2 separate regions of the Mus musculus genome follow, and region 2 is linked to region 1. The links are chromatin contacts, called in public Hi-C maps. All regions are on one chromosome and are shown on one strand. The core of a region is the stretch at or near the end of the contact, and the rest is flanking DNA. Distances in the headings are between cores, read along the strand shown. Region 1 overlaps Hoxd3 (homeobox D3). Region 2 has its middle 61 kb from the start of Gm46748.

What was found. Hi-C and Micro-C count contacts between places; a contact is called where the count stands out from the background.
Region 2: a contact with region 1 is called in a Hi-C map of uterus, with 4 times the contacts expected there. The contact joins two enhancer-like sites. A contact is called at or near these places in 6 of 39 promoter capture datasets (the HPC-7 cell line, cancer-associated fibroblasts, embryonic stem cells and 2 more), 1 of 484 Hi-C or Micro-C datasets (uterus), 8 of 115 datasets of contacts at active chromatin or transcription factors (craniofacial prominence, embryonic forebrain, embryonic hindbrain and 5 more) and 3 of 9 other capture datasets (adipose tissue, macrophages and pancreatic islet).

Annotation. Positions count from the first base shown.
Region 1 is chr2:74,736,795-74,743,095 of GRCm38.p6, forward strand. The region is part of intron 1 of Hoxd3 (homeobox D3); the gene reads left to right. Among named protein-coding and RNA genes, the nearest start is that of Gm14424, 13 kb to the right of the region's middle. Within about 2 kb of position 3,772, at least 18 of the 459 cell types and tissues checked have an H3K27ac peak or open chromatin away from gene starts, as enhancers often do. A contact at or near this core is called in uterus, where this site is marked.
Region 2 is chr2:74,997,938-75,004,238 of GRCm38.p6, forward strand. No RefSeq gene overlaps it. Among named protein-coding and RNA genes, the nearest start is that of Gm46748, 61 kb to the right of the region's middle. Within about 2 kb of position 2,529, at least 46 of the 459 cell types and tissues checked have an H3K27ac peak or open chromatin away from gene starts, as enhancers often do. A contact at or near this core is called in uterus, where this site is marked.

The DNA.
Region 1 (6,301 bases), core at 2,522-5,021:
ATCTGTGATCTTGATTATTGCCAATTGGTGAGGCAGCCCGCAGACCTACATACACTTCTACATATACATTGAGGACGGTGATTAATCGTAACGAGGTGCGCTTTTATGGGGACATTCCCCGCCTACAAAAGGTTAAGAGGACACTACCTTACCAGGCTTAGAGGGTGGCCGGCAGCACTGGGGGGTGCGGGGGTGTTTAGCAGCTTGAGGACTAGGTTTGTTAAGCGGACTAGGGGCTAGGAGTTAGTATTTTGAGGGTAAATGTGTAGTTATGAGAAAGGACTGAAAATAGAATGAATAAAAGGAGACTTTTTTTTTTTACACTGTCACTGCCAAAGTAAGATGGAACATCATATTAATTCTGTATCTTGGGTGCAGGAGGTTGATTTATCCATATTTAAAATAAACCGTGTGGCCAGCCAGCTCCCTGTATTGTTCTGAGAACCATCTCTGCACACTCAGCCTTTACCTCTTGCTGTTGGCTTCCTATGTTCCCCCATAGGAGTTAAAACGTCTCGGAAATTAAAGACACCCCCCCCCCAAAAAAAACTACCCTGAGGAGTTTGAGAGGGTTCCCCAGTGTATCAGCAGCATAGGCTTTGGCTGTTACAATGATGAACAGATTTAGTGTTTCTGGGTCCTTCTCTCCAAATAACCCTACGTGGTGAAAGCTAAATCATATTGGTTCCTGCATTCCTCATATCCTTTGTTGACTTGTTCCTCGTGGCTCCAGGCTAGAAGTGTAGAAGACAAATATCACAGGTCTTTTTCCCAACCAAGGCAAGCGCGAGTGACCCTGTGAGCAGAAGTGGGCCGAATCTACTAGACTACCCCAGAGACCGGAACCCCAAGTGAGGAGGAGAAGCACTGTCTAAATTTAAGTTGGGACAGTCCCCAGTGGGAGGAGGACTGAGGTCCAAAGTCTTAGCCATCAAAGGGAGCAGGAAAAGTTGTTTTGTCAATCAGCTGCACTGGGCTCCATCAGAATTTGAAGTTGGTGGACATTTTTCTTTGCTCATTGCCTCGGAGCTGCAAGCCTGCCAGCTTAGTCAGCTGAATCCAATTACTGCAAGCAGCATTTCATTTGGCCCCATGGAGCACTCACTTATAACTTCCCCGAAATTTTCAATAATCCCCACCAAGGCTCTACTCTGGTCCTATCCTGAAGAGTTTTCCCTGGGTACTGCTGGTGGGTGGGGTGTGGGGGTATGTCTGGAGTCAGATCTTCCCCAACAGCTAGCGGACAAGATTCCCTTCTGCTTCTGAAGTTTCTGGCTGCGAAAAGTGTGTTGGAACTCAGGCAGGACGAAGTCAGCCGGGTTCAGACCACGACAGGGGGGGGGGGCACTCAAAATCCAAAATTAGGCCAGTCCTGCGTGGCTTGAAGCAGGGCAGGGCAGAAAACGCAGAAGAGAGCTCTGGGGGGTTGCAGGGAGGATGTTTTGCTTGTGACCCAACTGACTTGAGGTCCTTTCCCCTATCCACTTCCCAAGACCCCTGTACCCAGAGCTCAGAGAGCACCCCTCACTATAAAAAGCCCAGGCACGAACTTACCAGGTTCCTCAACGCCTGGAAAGCAAAATTTAGCTAAATGCTAAATTTTGGGACTGCGAGGCTCTTCTTCTCAGGGAGTGATCCTATTTCTAAAGAAACCTTCTAAAAAATAAGTAAAAATGATCAAGCTGCGCAGGTTGATGTCTGCCCGTGCTATTGTATGATATAAAACGGTATGGGGACTGAGGCCACCGGTTTGAGCATCCTGATAACCCCTGCACCTACACTGTGTCACCCTCGGGGAGGGGGTGCACCTACACTGTGTCACCCTCGGGGAGGGGGGGCAGCCAAGAGGGTTGGAACATAGAAAGCAGACAAATGAGGAGTCTTCCCCAACACAGGCCATCTTGGGAAGCTGAAGTCGGGCCGCGAAGTTAGGAGTCCTACCGGGCTGGCATCTCTCTGAGGCGCTTCCGTTGGGTGTTCATTAAGAGGTGACTTATTGCAGCATGAGCCAAAGGTCACTTCAAAGGCTTATGGCTACGCTCTCTCGTCTTTAGAAGCTCCCTGGACGCTTTGTGTGGGGTTTTCCCGGGTGCAGTTTAGTGTTTGCAAACTACTGAGTCGACAAATTGCACAGGGCAGATGCAAGAGAGAGACTGCCTCTCCCTCCTTTCACCTGACCAGAGACCGGCTCGTGCTGAGCAGCCGCAGTGGTGAGCGGTTTGGCTTGGTCTTGGTTTGGGGTTGGAGATAGGGAAGGTTGTTGGCTTCTTACGATATTTATAGTCTAGTCCGGACCCAGAACTAAGCAGCCCAGGCCCAGATTGGTGTGGGCATTCTCTAACAACTTCCAGGAAAGCTAGCTGAGCCAGAGAGATAATGTGCAAATCAGGATATAGCTAGAGCCGAATTTCCAGTTTACCTAACTCCCCGTTTACCCGGACCCTGAGGAGGCAGCTCCAGTAACATCCACCCAGGTGCCCTTGCACATCTACCCTCCTTTCCTGTCCCTCTAACCTGTAAGCTTCCTCCTACCTTATTTTAGGGCTTCTCTGAGAGGGCTGACCCACTTGGCTCACCCCCTGGTCCTTTCCTCATGACCAGGTTCTCTCTCCCCTCCCCCATCCAGCCAAAGATTTTTGCCCTCAAGCTCCCCTGGATCCAACTGTGTCTTCATTCTGCTGGGGCCAAAGCGTCTGGAATAGCTGCAGGCACCACATACAATGGTCACATTGATTATGACACCCTTAAAGAGGGTAAAGGCTCTCCTGGTATGTTTGGAAGACAGAACCAGCTGCTACTGAGTTTTCCATTTTGTTCCAGATCTGCTTCCGCAGAACACCAAAGAAAACTGAAGAGCCTACAAAAAGTGTTAGAGATAAAATTCAAGACAATATACATGCAATATTGTGGTGAGTGGGGGGTGATTTAAATAAACAAATAAATAATTTGCTCTACATTTCCATGCCCACCCCCACCCCCTTAACTCAAGATAGCCATCCCAGGATTCATACATCAAGACATAAAACAAAGGGTGGCTTTGAAGTGGATCACCTCAGTGTGAACTGCTGCCTGTTACATGAGAACCGATCATCGGCCTTCAAATTTATGGCGCTTTAATAGAGTGCGTCCGCTGTCTTAAATGCAGGGTATGCTACAGTACTGAGTTATCCCGGCTAAACAGGAGTGATTTAGAATGGGCGTCCTGGGCTTCCCAAAGGGCAGAAGAGGCTCAGGCTGAGAGGGGTCGGGAGAAAGTGGGCAGTCAATTCTCTTCTCAGCAAACCCGCTGAAGACTGGTTTTCCAGAAGTAGCAAAGCCATCAGAGCAAAGAGTGTCACCGCTCCGTTCTACTGAATTAACAAGAATGCCCAGTAAAAGTCGCCGCCTCCAGGATAAGATCCCTGGGTTATTGGAAGACCCGGGTTAGACAAAATAGGGAGTGGAGGTTAGACCAACTTGAACCTCCAAGAATTTTAAGAGAAACTGACACAACCAGTGTCCCATCACCTCCCACTTCTGCCACCCAAGACTGGCACCGACTGACGGTGGCAGTAAGCTATTCACTACCACAGCCGCGCTTGACACATCCAGAGACTGTGGCCTCCCTCCCAGCCCAAGCCTTCCTCTCCGGCGGCCTTCCCATGGCAGCCGCGGGCGGGCGAGCGAGCGAGCGAGCAAACGCCTGGCATCCATCGAGCCTCCTAGAGTCCGAGACCAGGCGGGCAGCAGGTCTGTGGTCCTCGGCCGGGCTTGCGATCCTCTCTTTCCAACTTGGACTGCCGAGCACAGCTGCTACTAGGCCAGGCTGGCGCCGGCCACTTTATATAATCCCCGCAGCTCGCACGCAGGGTGTGTAAACGGGAAAAGTGCGGAGTAGGGGATTCTTTTGCCGTGCTGCCTCCTACGCGGAGCCTGCTTTCCACTTCTGAAAAGTGCCGGGCCTTGGGAAATGTTTTTCTTTTCATTCCTTACTGAAGCGTTTACTGCTGCCGTGGTCACAGTCATAAATTTTGTTACAAACCACAATGACAGGTGCATTGATATGCACCGTGAGAGCTCCAGCTGCTTAATAACCCTGTCCCCTGGCCGCTGTGAGCGCCTTTTATTTATTCGGTATCATATTAGGTATTGATCTGGGCAGAATTAAGTGCAGTGAGCAAGTATCAGGACTCCGGTGCTTCTGAGGCTAGGCCAGCTGGGCGGGCCGGCATGGCTGGAGAGAGAGTGGTGGGAGCTCTGCGAGGGTGCCTGGTCTTCCTTCCGGTTGGAAACCATTTGGCCCTGTCTTGGGGCCTGCCTTTAGGCCTCCAAATTGAGTTGGGTAACTTCCGGGGACTTTGGAAAATGACTAGCCTGTCTGTTTGGTGACTCTTCTCTAAGAGGTCTAGGGGTGCTCCAGGAGACTGAATGGCTGCACAGTCCCATTCCTCGGGTTGGAGTTTGGGTGGGGGGGGGTGGATGGCCGGAGGAGGAGGAGGAGGAGGAGGAGGAGGAGGAGGAGGAGGAGGAGGAACTAAGCAGAAGGAGAGAGGGCAACAGAGGACTACTCCAAAACAAGAAATCCTGATCATCTGCCCCTCCCCCAACTGCCCCCCCCACCAGCATTTGGGTCTTGGTGCTCAAATGAGCAAAGGTACCAAAGGGTGAGAAAAGAAAGCCTTAAAGGGGGGGGGTGTGATGGAAAAGATGAGCCACTGAACAGTTGACCATTGTCCAAATGATTTATGACCCAGTCCTGCTTTTTAGGTTCAAGCAGAGTTCACAAGGAGTAGGGATTTCTGGAAAGAAATAAACTGGGTTCCCCCCCCCCAGGTTTTATAACAATATTCTCAGGTCACCATGCTTTGGAAGAGGGGCTTCTTTAGGGTTCTGTCTGGTGGGTGCTGCAAAGGCTTTTTATTTTTCTTCCCCCAAAGAGAACAACACAGTTACTACCCTTGCTTGTACAGAAATGGACACCAGGCCATGAAGCAGGTCTGGAAATTCCTTACAACAGTGCAAACAGGCAGGAGATGACTCTGGTTGTGCGCTCTAGTTGTACCTCTGAGTCTTTTTTACATAGAGAGTTTTCTAGGGACATGCCACAGAGCAAAAATAATATGTCATCTGTTCCACGGGCTTGCTTAGCTCCTCAAGAATCTATTTTGATGAGACTGGTCCACCATTAAAGACAAACTTGGTCAACAAGGAGGCAGGAGGGGATGTTTTGCTTCCACAGTTGTCAAGGAATGACAAAGCAGCAGCAGTGAATTCTGGTGGTCTCATAAGCCTGACCATTTAGACATCCAGAAGTAAGCAGGATCCCTGAAAAGCCCTAGAATTTAGCAAGCCAGCACACCAGGTTCTTTGGCCTGGGGCAAACATATAAATATTAGTCACAGACTGAGGATTTAACTGTCCATTTGCTGTTTGGTAACTCTAGCAGTCAGAGATTGGTATTGAAAACTAATCAAATGAATTAGTCTAGCTTTGTTAGGTAGATATCTTAACTGCACACATTTATATATTACTGTAACCCACTGAGAAGGACCCTGTCTCGCATCAAGATAAATGACATATTTACTTATATTCTAAAACAAAATGGAGAACAATACTACCAAACAAAGGCTAATTTGGAGAGTTTTTGTACTTGGTTGGGTGAAAATACAGGGGGAAATGAATGCAGGACTATTTTGGTTCCTATATTTAAATTCGATTTGCCAGAAGTTGCATGATAGGTTCTCTCATGGTGATGGGAGCCAGGGAGATTTTTTGGAAAGAAACTTTGCCTAAAAGATGAGATCAAGAATTAAAACCAGAGAGCTGACCAGTGAGTTTTCTTTATCAAACAGACAAAAGTGATTGAATGATATTAGTTATACATTAACTCCTCAGGAACCTTTCAGAAGGGTGGGAAAAGCATCCCCCATGAAGAGTCAGTGCATACAAAAGGGGAAGAATTTTTCTTACTCCCCCATCCTTCTTATTCTGGGTCCATTCATCATGTCAATAGAACTTTTCTCATTGGTTATAGGTTGGATGAGAGGTGGGGCAGAATGGAAAGTCCAGAGCAGAGGTCAATAATAATATCTGTTTATGTAAAGATCCAGAGGAAAATGATAAAGTTATGAGAGCATTCACCATTCAGTCATACAACAAACATTTCAAAATCTAGATCACATATTTTCAGGGATGCCCTTTTAAAAGTAGGAAGAGGAAAAAGTAAGGGGTGTGGAAAAGTGTGAAGAAAGAAAACCTCTTTCTTTCTTTCTTTCTTTCTTTCTTTCTTTTTTTTTTAAACTTCAAAGTAAGTCTGGGAGTC
Region 2 (6,301 bases), core at 1,279-3,778, 260 kb after region 1:
GGAGAACCTCAGTTGCAGGAATGCCTTCTTCCACCACAGAATTCTTACAGAAACCCCAACACCTGCCAGAGGCCTCAACAGACAAGAACACTGAGGTCTGTATGTTGAGAATGTTGCAAGTTAAGATGTGTGTGGGAACATCCCTGTCCCCAGGAGAAAGAAGGGCCCATTTCTCACGAAGCAGCCATTCCTGAAGGCTGACTGGCTTTATCCATGCTCCATCAATCTGCCACCTTTTAGGAGAACTAAATCTAGTCCAAATATTTTATATAGCTATTTGATAGTTTGAAACAGTCATATTTTATCAGAACCTCATTGTCATATTTCCAACGGAGAGGATCAAGAACTGCCCACCAAATATGAGGTTAAGGGGGAAAAACAGCCCTACGTGTTCCTCATTAGCCACAGGCTTTAAATTTCCCTGTTGGAACATTCTCAGCTTAGAAAAGAACAAGTTAGGTAAAACAGCGTTCACAGTCAACTTTCTCACAACTGTTAAAATGTGACGGGCATGCTGGGAAGCACTCACGCTTCAGACGTGGATAGAGCTCTGTCTCTTGGTTGTCTTCACCTAAACTTACACAAGAGCAAGAGGGCAAAGTCTGCGACACAGAGTGAGTCTCTGGAAAACTGCCCCCACCTTGACGGGACTGGGTACAGAGAAGGCAGTGACAAAGACTTTTCTGAGGAGGACAAAGCTTTCGTTTCAGTAGGTCATGTTTTCCACAGGAGCCCTGCTTTGTTGATGTGTTAGTCTTAGAGAGGATATCCTACCCTAACCCTAACTAACCCTAACCCTCTAACGCTAACACTCTAACCCTTTAACCCTAACTACACTCTAACCCTAACCATTTCTCTCTAACCCTAACCCTCTAACCCTTACCCTAGGGTTGAGTCTTTCCAATGGAATTTCATTTACTAGCAAATCACCAATGACATCTGGAAATGGTGACTAACCTAAAGAAAACACTTTGCCACCTTAAAGCTCAAACCCCAGGCTGTTCTCCCCATTTCCAGACTGAGAGGAGCAGAAGTGACAACTTGCCAGAGGCCCTCATCTCAGGATCGCACCCAGACTTCCTTTGTGAGTGATATGAACACTATCAGTCAGCTGGATGCCCCTATTTGCAGATTCAGGCCAGCAGCAGACAGATGTAGGCTTTACAGGACTGACTGGGGTGGGACAGGAGTGATAAGACAGGAGTATGGCCATGACCTGGAGCTTGTTCTGAGTTTTAACAGGAAAGATTTCCCTGTGTTCTGTGTTCCTTACCTGAGCCTGTGATCAGGGTATCTTCCAGAGAGCTTAGCTCTCCACAGATGAGAGGGGGGGGGGAGGGAGAGGAGAGGAGAGGAGAGGAGAGGAGAGGAGAGGAGAGGAGAGGAGAGGAGAGGAGAGGAGAGGAGAGGAGAGGAGAGGAGAGGAGAGGAGAGGAGAAAGAATTGCCCCTTCCTTAAGGCAGAAGGCACCCTGGCAGTCTAGAGCAGACATTTTGTATTGTCATCACTGTAGGTGTTTCTGTCTTCTGTTTGAATAAGGGCTTCTCTGCCCAGTTGACTACTACCCACATATTCCCTTGAGGCTAGCTTTGGGATTTTATACCCTTTATCCTGTTTCTGTCCCCAACAACATGAAAGGTGAAGTGGCCTCAGGTGCTGGACCATGTTGTCAGGGCCTCTGCATCTGTCTTTCAGCTGGGGCTGGGATGTGGGCCTGACAGGAAGCACACAGACCAGGCAATAGGAATGCCAGGTGCAAGAACTAAACTCCCTCAGACTGCATGAGGGGAAAGGACACCTGAAAGCTGAGGCTTTCTCTACTCAACAGTTCCTCTCCCCCAGGCTCACCCTACCCAAAAGCTGATGGCTAGCACTGACTCTGGTGGCTCCGGGTGCTTTGGCTCACCAGGCAGTGCGGCTCCCTCCCAAAGCTGTCTTGGTCTCCACTCAAGACCAAGGTGGTCTGGTAGGGGCTTTTCCTGTCTCCCCAAATGATGCCCACGTTGCTGTTCTGGTCCAAGGTCGGGAAAGAAGACCCCAGGAAAGAACAGTGATTCCACCCTCAACTCAGAGGGTGAATGTGTTCAGAGGTCACACACACTCCCCAGATGTGAGAGCAGACAGGAACGGCAACACATAAGAAGGATCCGAGAACTCGTAAATATGAACAACTACCACAAATAAAATCTACCAGCCTGTTACTCCCGGGAAACTGACTGCTTGTAGATCAGAGAAATGCTGCTCCGGGGTTTCCCATGCCTAACCGCAGCATCACCCGGGGACGATTCAGAAAGTGACCCAGGCCAAATGCGAGTGTCAGTCTTTGGTAAAATTTGATACTCCTCAAGTAACTCTGGTTAAGGCAAGAACAGACTCTTCAAATCAGTGCTCCTGCCCTGTGAAAACGACTCGACTTGGTGGGGGGGGGGGGGGGCAAACTTGAAAGGATGCAGCCCAGATGTTAATTTTAAGATCCTCTGGGCCCAACACAGCTGTGGCCTCCAAACTGTTTTGGGATGGAGTCCGGCCACACCCACAGCTGCAGCCGAGCAGTGCAATTTGAAACTCCCCCAGGGCCAACTGCTGTGAAAAGAGCAGTTTTATTACACAAAATAAAACAAAATGCCAGCTCATCTTTACAGTTTCACGGTCTGCCTCGGGGAACACAAAAAGAGTTTTATTTTTCACCTCGTGCGCACTCTGCGCCAGCCGGGTTTGTCTCGGGGCCAGTTTGGGAGGAAGATCTGGAAAGTTCTCTGCTCTGTTGTGGACTCCACTGGTGGTGGAGCTGACATTGAACTTGACTGACTACAGCTGCTCTTTCTGGGCAGTGAGGGAGCAGCATTTAACGTAGCTCTTATGGGGATGTTGCATGTGTTCACGGGAGCTGGACCTGGACCTCATGCCTGAGATACACGGTCTCCCTCGTCTCAAAGCTTTGGAGCAAGATTTTGCCTTTTAATTAAATTTTAGAAGCTTGTTAAACTAGATTTCTGCTTTTAAGAGAGCACACTTAAAAAGAAAATGATGTGCCCCCAATAATCTATAAAATTGAAATTCTGAGGCAGATATTAAAGTTTTCTACTCTAGCTGAAACACTGACAAGAGACGATGAAAGTATATTGTTTGGAGGGCTGGGAAGAGAACTCAAGAGCTACAAGCTGAACTATCGTGAGACCCGTGTTCCAATCCCCAGCACCCAGGGAAAGAGCTGAGAGTGGGGGTACATACCTATAATCTCAATGCTGGCGTCAGAGACGGGAGGATCCCTGAGGCTTGCCGGCCAGCCATCTTAGCTGAACCAGTGACCTCTAGGTTCAAAGAGAGATGCTGTTTCAAAGAATAATATAGAGAGTACCTGAGGACGATATTCAGTGTTGACCTCTGGTCTACATGTGTATACATACAGACACTATATCACACACACACACACACACACACACACACACACACAAGTATATTGTTAAATCAAGCATCAGCGTTACTAGATGAAACTACGGAAGTTAGCTAATAGCCGACTGATTTTTAGTGCAAACAGGGAAACGACCCCATGGTCTTTTTGTTTTCTCTCTGTGTCTAATGCATTGAGTCGTACACGCAATCTAGGACAGCTACATGCTTGATCTCGGTAGAGGAGAAGCCAGCCTGCACACGGGTGTGAGGGTCTCTGTGATATGAATCGGACGGAAACATGAACTAAGTTGTTTGAGCAGATGTTTTGTCTACACAATGCTGAGCGTTAAGAGGCAGATATTAAGGTTTCCTTCTTCCCGTGTAGAGACCTGGTGTCATATAGATGAAACACTCCATAGGATAAATGAAGGTCCCTCTTCTGTTCAGACGTTTTTGATATATGATATATAGAAGCAGCTGGAGAAGAGTTCAGCTCAGAATGAAGAAGCAGAAGCAGGGGAGAGGAGAAGAAAACTCAAGGACAAGGACCAGTTGCTCACATCCCTGGTAATGCAAACCCTCCAGGTAACCAAGTAGAGGGAACTTGTCACTTTCTAATGACAGACATGTTTACCAAGACCATGCACTGAATTGTCTTCCTCTCCTCCCTTAGCTCGGAACCTTTGTGCCCTGTCCTAATCTTATGCTATGCATAGTGGCTGTGGACGATTAACAAAAGGAGAAAGGGCTCCGTAATAAAGCAGACATCGACATGGAGACAGAGGGGACTCGGGGTTTCTAACTGCTGCTCTTAGGTCTCCCCCCGGTGAAGGCTCCCAACAAGGCAGGCATTGCTACTGCGGCCACTGCTCCACCTGACCAAATTCGCCTCCTTGGGTATGCGAATGCTTGTGGGTGCTCCATTTGTTCACTTATGTCTGCTTATTCTTTTAACATAAAGAACCACTTGCTGTACATTCCAGTCATGTGTTTCCTGCCTTTGCTAATCGATGTTGTGCCTGTCAAATCTTCGCTGTCCTGAAAATACACCTCGCCCCCCATCTCCCTCCCTACAGTGTTCTCCCTGTCTGTAACACAAATGCCTACTTTTTATTTTCCCCTAGTTTAATTAGTGCACGGATTCATTTTGATTGATGAATTGATGTGGCTTATTGGCACGAAGTCTTCCCTCCCCTCCCCGTGCTGTGTGAGTGTAATAGAAACGGCTCGTGGAGGCGACACCTGCTTTGATGCTGATGCTCTGATGCAGATGTGAGGGGCCAGCCCCTCATCTGGGTTTCTCTGGTGTCTAGGGGGCAGACTGGTATTGAATGGAGATGCTGGAGGTGGTACGCGGAAAGCGATAGCTGAGAAACAGTGTTGCTTAGGACTCCATTTTTACATCTTATTGGACTGATTTTGAAATAGTCATTGTTCACACAATGGGCCGAGAAGGGAAGGCGACCTTGACTCTCTGCCATCGGTAGTGAGGCATTGTGAATGAGCTCAGCGGACTGAAAATTTCCAATGCCTCTTGCCAAAGACTTCCGCCGAAATTAGCACGCAGTTGGTAACAATCTGATTTCTCCGTTCATTTTAATCAGTGAGGATTAATGGTTAAAATTTTTATTTCTAATCTCACTTTAGCCTGACTAACAAAAGCTGTCACTTTCCCGAAAACTGCTAAATGAAGAAAGATTTATAAGCTCCTTGAGAGAATAAAAGTTAAAGTGCTGAGACCCACTTTTCAGACCATAAAGTTTCCAAATTCCCATAACGGTCTCTGAGGTTCGTTTGCAGAGTCTGCCTCCACTGGATTCAGCAACAGTTGGGTAAAGGTGGAGATACTGATGCTTCCTGGGTGGCACTAGAACTCCAGATGAAAGTGTAGACTATTCCTAAAGAAACTAAGACCACAGAGGACACAGGACTCCAGATGTGAGGGGAGCATGGCTTACATAACTGCAACCATTTTCTTTTCCAGGGATCTCTCCAATCAACTCTTTCCACAGTCCTCCTGGGGTCTTCTGTCCAATAAAAATTATAAAATGGCTAAAGTTTCTCTGTACTCGGTAGAGGATTTGTTGATTTTTTTTTCCTAACTGGTTCTCTCTACCCACTTTCTTGCAAACTTGACCATATTTTCTCAGCCTGCTTCTCACCCAAACTGGACCCACTCATTTCTTCACTTTCTGTTGAGTGGTTTGAGGGCTAGCCTGTGCCCTCACTAGTCACCAGTCCCACTGTGCCCAACATAGCACCTTTAGCTCCCAAGTCAAGGCTAGTGTGGGCACCATAATGGCGCTGGAGAGGGGGAACTGAAGTGTCCCAGTGTGCTGGGACCAGGGAGATCCTCAAAATTTCTTTCTTACCTCAACTCTAGGATCCTACAGATTCGATGGAAGGAACAGTTGGCCTCTTGGGCCTTTTCTTCTAGTTGGATCAAATCGACATCTGTGCCTGTTCTCCAGGTTTTAATTCTCTTGTGGCAAATATAACTCCTCAGCTACTGGACTGACTCAGTCAATAGGACAAACACTTCATTTAACAAGGAACTGGCCCCGAAAAATGGACTCTCCACTTCTCAGGTACAAGACTGCCAGACCACTTTTTTTTTTTAACAATTGCATTAATTTTAATTTCCTACAGATCAGAACGACTCCACAGATATTTTGGAGCTTCTCCTCTCATCGGTGGATTCTCTAATAGTCAGAGTGTGTTGCTGCTGGGAAAGCGTCTGGCTTTTACCTTCACCGTGTCAACTTAAACCTTACAGCGGGCCTTCTGTAAAGGGGTGTGCTGCTCAGAGTAGGATCTACTTCGGGCTGGGTAGCTGTCCTCCCAGCATCCTTTTCACCTACTCTCCCAGCATCCTTTTCACCTGCCCTCCCAGCATCTTTTTTACCTG